Regions from separate parts of the Gossypium hirsutum genome. Here region 1 is linked to region 2. A link is a contact called in public Hi-C data. All regions are on one chromosome and are shown on one strand. The core of a region is the stretch at or near the end of the contact, and the rest is flanking DNA. Distances in the headings are between cores, read along the strand shown.

Region 1 (3,121 bases), core at 244-2,743, 160 kb after region 2:
TCTACCTACATCCCACTCCCTTTACCATCTAAAAGCTTTAGACAAGGTAGCAACTTCACATTTATAAGGATTGACGCAATAGTGGCTATTATTTCTAGTACATAGAAAAATTCCTTAAAAAGCTGAAAGTCCAAACTTAGTCCAAGAACTTAGTCTCACAGTACAACTCCACCTCAGAGGTAAGAAACTAATCAAAAAGACTGCCAACAGTTTAGACCAAGCAGGGCAAGCTCAAATACCATTCCTACCCAAAATTCTCAGCAGTTTTAAGCATCTAAGGGGCGATGCTGAAAGGCATTTTTGTTTTCTCAATTTTAGTAACATGATAATATAACACGGAAGCTACCACTATTATGCTATTCTATGGAGCTTTTTTTTTGTTCATTATGCTATTATATTATCAGTCTTGTTAATTATCAGGCATATCGATGGTTAGGATAATAAGTTACCCTAGAATTTTAATTTAACACTAGGAGTAAAAATTTATTTGCAATCCTACTAAAAATAAGGTGTAAAATAGATTTACGGCCAACCTATTATTTTCTAATTAATAGATTTCAAAAACTAGAGGTTTATCTAACCTTATTTTTTTCATGAGTTCCAACTCTTAAAACAAAAACAAACTCAGCAAATATTATTCAGAAAATTAAAAGAAAAAAGAGGAAGGACTAGGAAACTCTTAAATCAATACAACAAACTTCAAATAATCCACCAAAAAGTTAAAAGAACAGGGAAAGAACCCTATGAAAAATTGACAAACATACCTACATAATCTCCCATGAAGAGATAATTTGTATCAGGCGCATTCCCTCCTATCCGAAACAGCTCTATTAGATCGTAAAACTGTCCATGAATATCTCCACATACCGTTACCGGACACTTCACAGGCTGTACGTTCCATTCCTCCACTAGTATTGCTCGTGCCTGCTCGCATAACGCCTTCACCTCCGCCTCAGACAGCGGCTTACACTCCATCAGGTGCTCGATCTGACGATCCAGATCTCCCTGAGACGGCATCCTTGTTCCTCCACCGTCCGATCACCCAATTCCCCCCTTTCACCACTGACCGCAAAATCGTGGAAATAAATAAACAAACACAAAGAAAAAAAAAAGCGGTCTGAACGGTTGACTTTGATCCGCCAAGCGTTGGTGGTTACTTATTTGGATCGCAGCGCTGCTTAGAAATGAAAATGCTAAAAGAGGAGAATAAAAAGAAAGGGAAACGAGCAGTCTGAAATGAAACTCAAATGCAAAGGCAAATGAAATGGCAAATTTTAGCCCCTTTTTAATTATTATAATTTTTGTTTGGTTGAAAATTGAAATCTCTCATTTTTGCAATTATTGGAATTAATAATTCCAAGTATTTGTTGTGGTGAGTGATCTTCAGACTCCCCCGGTGGCTCCGCCCAGTAAAAAATCTAGAGGAAGCGACACCTGTACCTTGACAACTTTTTCTTTTCAGCTCATTTCTTTATAAGTTTTCAACCTTTGCCTACTTTTTTTATTTAAATATGCCATAGCTTTATATGCACTTTGAAATTTAAAATTTAGTTCATCTATTTTGAGACATTAAGTCTTTATTCTTTTTTATTTAAAAATTGTAATTCATTTGTCTACAATTATAAGGAAATTAGAATCACTTATTTTAATATCAATCTTTATAATTTTTGTCAATTTTAACTTTATATTTCAAACATACAAAAAATAAGATTTTATATTTTTAATAAAAATCCTAAATTAAAAAAAAACACAATTTAAAAAAATGCATATACTATTCCATAAACTATTACCTCTATTATAAAAATCAAATAAAAGCTTGAAAATTGTTGAGTCAATTAAATAACTTCTTATGAATGTAGTAAAATTAAGTTGAAATTATTTAGGAAAAATCCATTGGTAAATGGAAGTTTTCGTGACCGAAATCGAGCCTCACTTCAATGAGCCCAAAATTTCCAAAATAATGCAGATGCCCTACTTAAGGGCTAGGTATTAATCTCTGAGCGACCATGTTCTATATCTAAGCTTAGGTATCGGTACTTAGGTGCCAGGTATAGGCACCTGGTCTTATTTACCATAGCTTTTTAGCTATTGTCAACTTGAATCTAATACTTAAATGAGGGTATCAAAACTTGGACCCTTAGATCAATTTTTTTTATCATTAACTTGCAAAGTGTTGATAAAAACAATAATAGTACTGATACATTATTGCAGAGGACCAAAATTTCCCTCAAAAGTCACCACAAACACACTCCAAATCCTCTTAAACAAATACTAACATAAAACAAATTGCAATATCAATTTATGGTATGAAATTTTAATCTCAAACACTTCCTAACATACTCTAAATAAAACCATCATGAATATTTAGTCATCGTAAAGCCTTAAATTTTTTTATTTTTTATACAAGACTTTTTTGAGAACTTTATTCGTGTATCCGATGAGAAAATTCATTTTTTACAAAATTAATTAATTTTAGATTGTTGGAATTAATTAGAAATAATATTAAGCTATTTTTTAAGTTTTGAGCTTAATTGATTAAAAATACGAGTTGAAGGGTAAAATAATAATTTTGTCAATAAGGATATTTTAGTCATTTGAAGAGAAATTATGATTAAATATTTGTGTTCGTAGATTTGTGTGGTGATAGGATGATTTTTGGAATACTAAAATTCATTTTTGTCTTAAAAATAAACCATAACCATATGACATGATATTTATTTTACCTTTTGACCGGATAATGATAATAGTATAAAAATGATAAAAGGGGAAAGAACCTCCATTTTCTTATCGTACCAGCTGACCATTTAGAAGAAAGAAGAAGCTCTCCATTTTCTTCTTTTCCCCACATCTTTTACATTTTTCTTTTCAAATCCATCACCATTTTCTTTTATTTTCTTACAAAATCCTTTATCATCATCATTTCACCATTATCTTCATCACCCACATCTAGGGTTTTGAATGGCTTATGAGCGAAAACTTGGTTAGAGTGAGAAAGTGAATACTAAGGTGAGTTTTCATGATTTTACATCATCTTTGCATCTCGTATCATATTTATAAGCATCCATATATTAGTTAAGTCATCCGAGTGGCTATTTAATGTTGGTTGTTGGGGATAAACTCA
Region 2 (2,982 bases), core at 307-2,806:
AGGGAATCGTTTACTTGTCTTTTCCCAGGTGAAGGTGCTTCAGAAAATGAATCTCTCAACTCAAACTCATGGATTTCATTTTGTAAGTCTGGCTGTTGTTCAGAACTTGTGGACTTTGACTCTGGGGAAACATCCAGGTCAGTATTTCCTTCCTTGGAAAATTCCTTTTCAACAGCCCCCAGTGAGGCAGCTGTAGTAGCACCATCAAAACTATAATCACCATCAATTGCATCAACATCTACACAAGGAATGTTGTCCATTCCCTTTCTCTGAACAGCAGCACCACGGGCAACTTAAAGAAAAGGTAAAAGAATTATTATCAGAAAAGCAGGGTATTAAGTAAATATGAAACATCCATGCATCTAACTCTACAGTTATCTTATAATTCCAATTTTTTAATAAATTTTGCATATAATATCACTTTAACCATCCCGAATTCAACATCCATTGCTGAACAAAGAGAATATGACTCATACTTTTCAAAGCCCAATCCCACATACACACATGCAGAAAAGATGAAAAACCAAAAATAAAAACCATAGCAAATTATAGGATAGTTAACCATATCTCCACAAAACAAGCAATCCAAACAGAAATAAATGTTTTCATGCTAGTGAAAGAAAAGAGTATCATCTTATTAGACACATCTAAATGTTCACATCGATCAAGCAATCTATAGAGCTTGTAATTCACCATATCTCCACATCTTGGTCACCGTTACTCAATAAGGGATTACAACTAAACAATCAATCTACTAATGACCACATACTCTGAAAAATTCTAGTTGCTTCATTGGAAGTGAACTCAGAGCTAACATTCACTTCTTTTCTTTCTTTTTTTTTTTTGGAAGTGGCATTGACCAAATTATGGAATTCAATCCAAACAGTGATTCCGAACTGGTTCCTACAACCTCATTGCAATATTGGTAAAATAAAATTCATACAATTACTAACTACAATTCAATCATTTCATTTTCATTTTCATTTCCCTAGCCTTATTAAAAGGAGGTAAGGATTTTGTGTATTTAAAATTAGACAGAAAATTCGATCGGTTATCTAGGGGCTTTTTTTCAGCGCCCAAAAAATTATTTAAAAAAGAAAAAGATTTATTTGTTTTAGAAACCTACCGCATTCGAGAAACTGACATTTAAGAGTCGCGGCGTCATCGAAATTAGGGCTTTTCAATTTACTCAAGTACTTATCAGCTGCCAATTCTGAAATCTCGTCCTCCTCCTTGAAGTCGAACACCTCGAGACCGTTCTTCATTGGCGCGTGAGACGACTATAAATCAGAATGAATGAAAGAGTTGGCAACTCGGTGAGCCGGGAATAGAAACTCAGTGAGTAAACGTACAGGAGACCAATTACCCGCGATCTTCCAAGGAGAGGAAAGGCACTACCCTAATTTCGGTGTAAACCAACGACTTAGATTGAAAAAAACCAGCTCGAGCGAGAAAAAAAAGAAAAAGATTTGAAACGTGTTGGCTTTAGGATGATTAAGCAACGCGCATGTTCAGAGAGTAAATAACACGAATCAATAAGATGACAGAAAACATTGATGAACGCTTCTCTCTGCGCGTAGGTTTTGATTTATAGGAATTCAATCGGAAAAGGAATTGGGATTTATCATAAGTTCACCCCTCATAATTTCGATAATTTTATATAGGTTTAAATCTGTTAGAAGTCCTTGTGCTCTTAACAAATTTAAAATTTAGTCTCTGCATTTTAATTTTGATCACCTCATCCAATTTTGTAAGTATATAAAAAGATAGAATAACTATTTTAACCATCAACATTTACAGTTTTTGTCAATTTGGTTATTACCTTTAAGAAGTACATAAAATTATAAAAATTAAGGTTTTAAAATATATTTTCAATAAAAATCCTAATTCTTTTAAAAATTATAATTTAAAAATTCAAAAAGAAATATTAAATATATGAAAGTTTCAAAAAATAAAAAAATGTTTTTTTTGTGAAAGTAAACATTACAAAGAACTAGAAATAAACTATATAAGAAACTAAATATAACTGTAATCCTTCCTCTCGATCAAAAGCCAACTTGGTAAATTGATCAGCTTCCTTGTTATCTTCTCTAGGCACCTAATCTATGGACCAGTTCGCCTCCTTTCGTAAGAGTTGCATAATGCACCTGATTAATGCGGAATTTGATCCCTTCAATAAGGACTCCTTGATAGCCCCAATAACTTCCAAATTATCGGTCTGTATCAATATTCTATCATGAAGATTTCCTTGTGCCAATATCACACCATCGAAAGTGACCCATAATTCAGCTTGAAAAATAGAACATATTCTTATTTTGCGATTGAAACCAATGATCCATTCACCATTTTGGTCTCTCAAAACTCCTCCTGCCGAAGCAGAACCTGTGTTGATTTTAACAGCTCCATCAAACCATATGGTGATAAATTCTCTTCAAATTTTAAGTTATTCATTATTTTGTGATTGAACCCAATGATCTATTCACCATTTTAGTCTCTCAAAACTCCTCCTGCCGAAGCGGAACCTATGTTGATTTTAATAGCTCCACCAGACCGTATGGTGATAAAGTCTCTTCAAAGTTTAAGTTATTCATTTAGTTTGTATTAAATAATATTTTAATACAATTTCTAAATTAAATTAAAAAATACTTATTCAAATTTGATTTTAATATGTACTAAATGAATAACTCAAGCTTTGGAGAGATTTTACTACCATTAAAGAAGTAAATAGCACATTTTTCATAAATAAAAAAATTCCAAAAATTTATATAACTTAATGGATTTTAAATGGTTTAATTGTATAAACTTTTATTATTTTTGGGGGCAAAGTGTAATTTTACCATTACTAATTTAAAATTTGATAAATTATAAAGGGCCTAAATGGAAAATTTTCTACTTTAGGGGGGCTATGGCCCTTGCCAACCCCCATTGGCTCTACCACTGGCGCCACACCTCATTGGTATAAACCGAAACAATGCGTTCTTA

Evidence for each region. Hi-C and Micro-C count contacts between places; a contact is called where the count stands out from the background.
Region 1: a contact with region 2 is called in a Hi-C map of leaf, with 2.1 times the contacts expected there. The contact joins the promoter of LOC107922465 here to the promoter of LOC107922179 in region 2. A contact is called at or near these places in 5 of 34 Hi-C or Micro-C datasets (callus, hypocotyl, leaf and 1 more).

The regions. Positions count from the first base shown.
Region 1 is chrD01:26,112,977-26,116,097 of Gossypium_hirsutum_v2.1, forward strand. LOC107922465 (serine/threonine-protein phosphatase PP2A catalytic subunit) reads right to left here and starts at 1,494. Exons shown (of 6, transcript XM_016852514.2): 1 at 765-1,494. The coding sequence starts at 1,017.
Region 2 is chrD01:25,950,450-25,953,431 of Gossypium_hirsutum_v2.1, forward strand. LOC107922179 (probable ubiquitin-like-specific protease 2B) reads right to left here and starts at 1,557. Exons shown (of 16, transcript XM_016852073.2): 1 at 1,127-1,557; 2 at 15-292. The coding sequence starts at 1,265.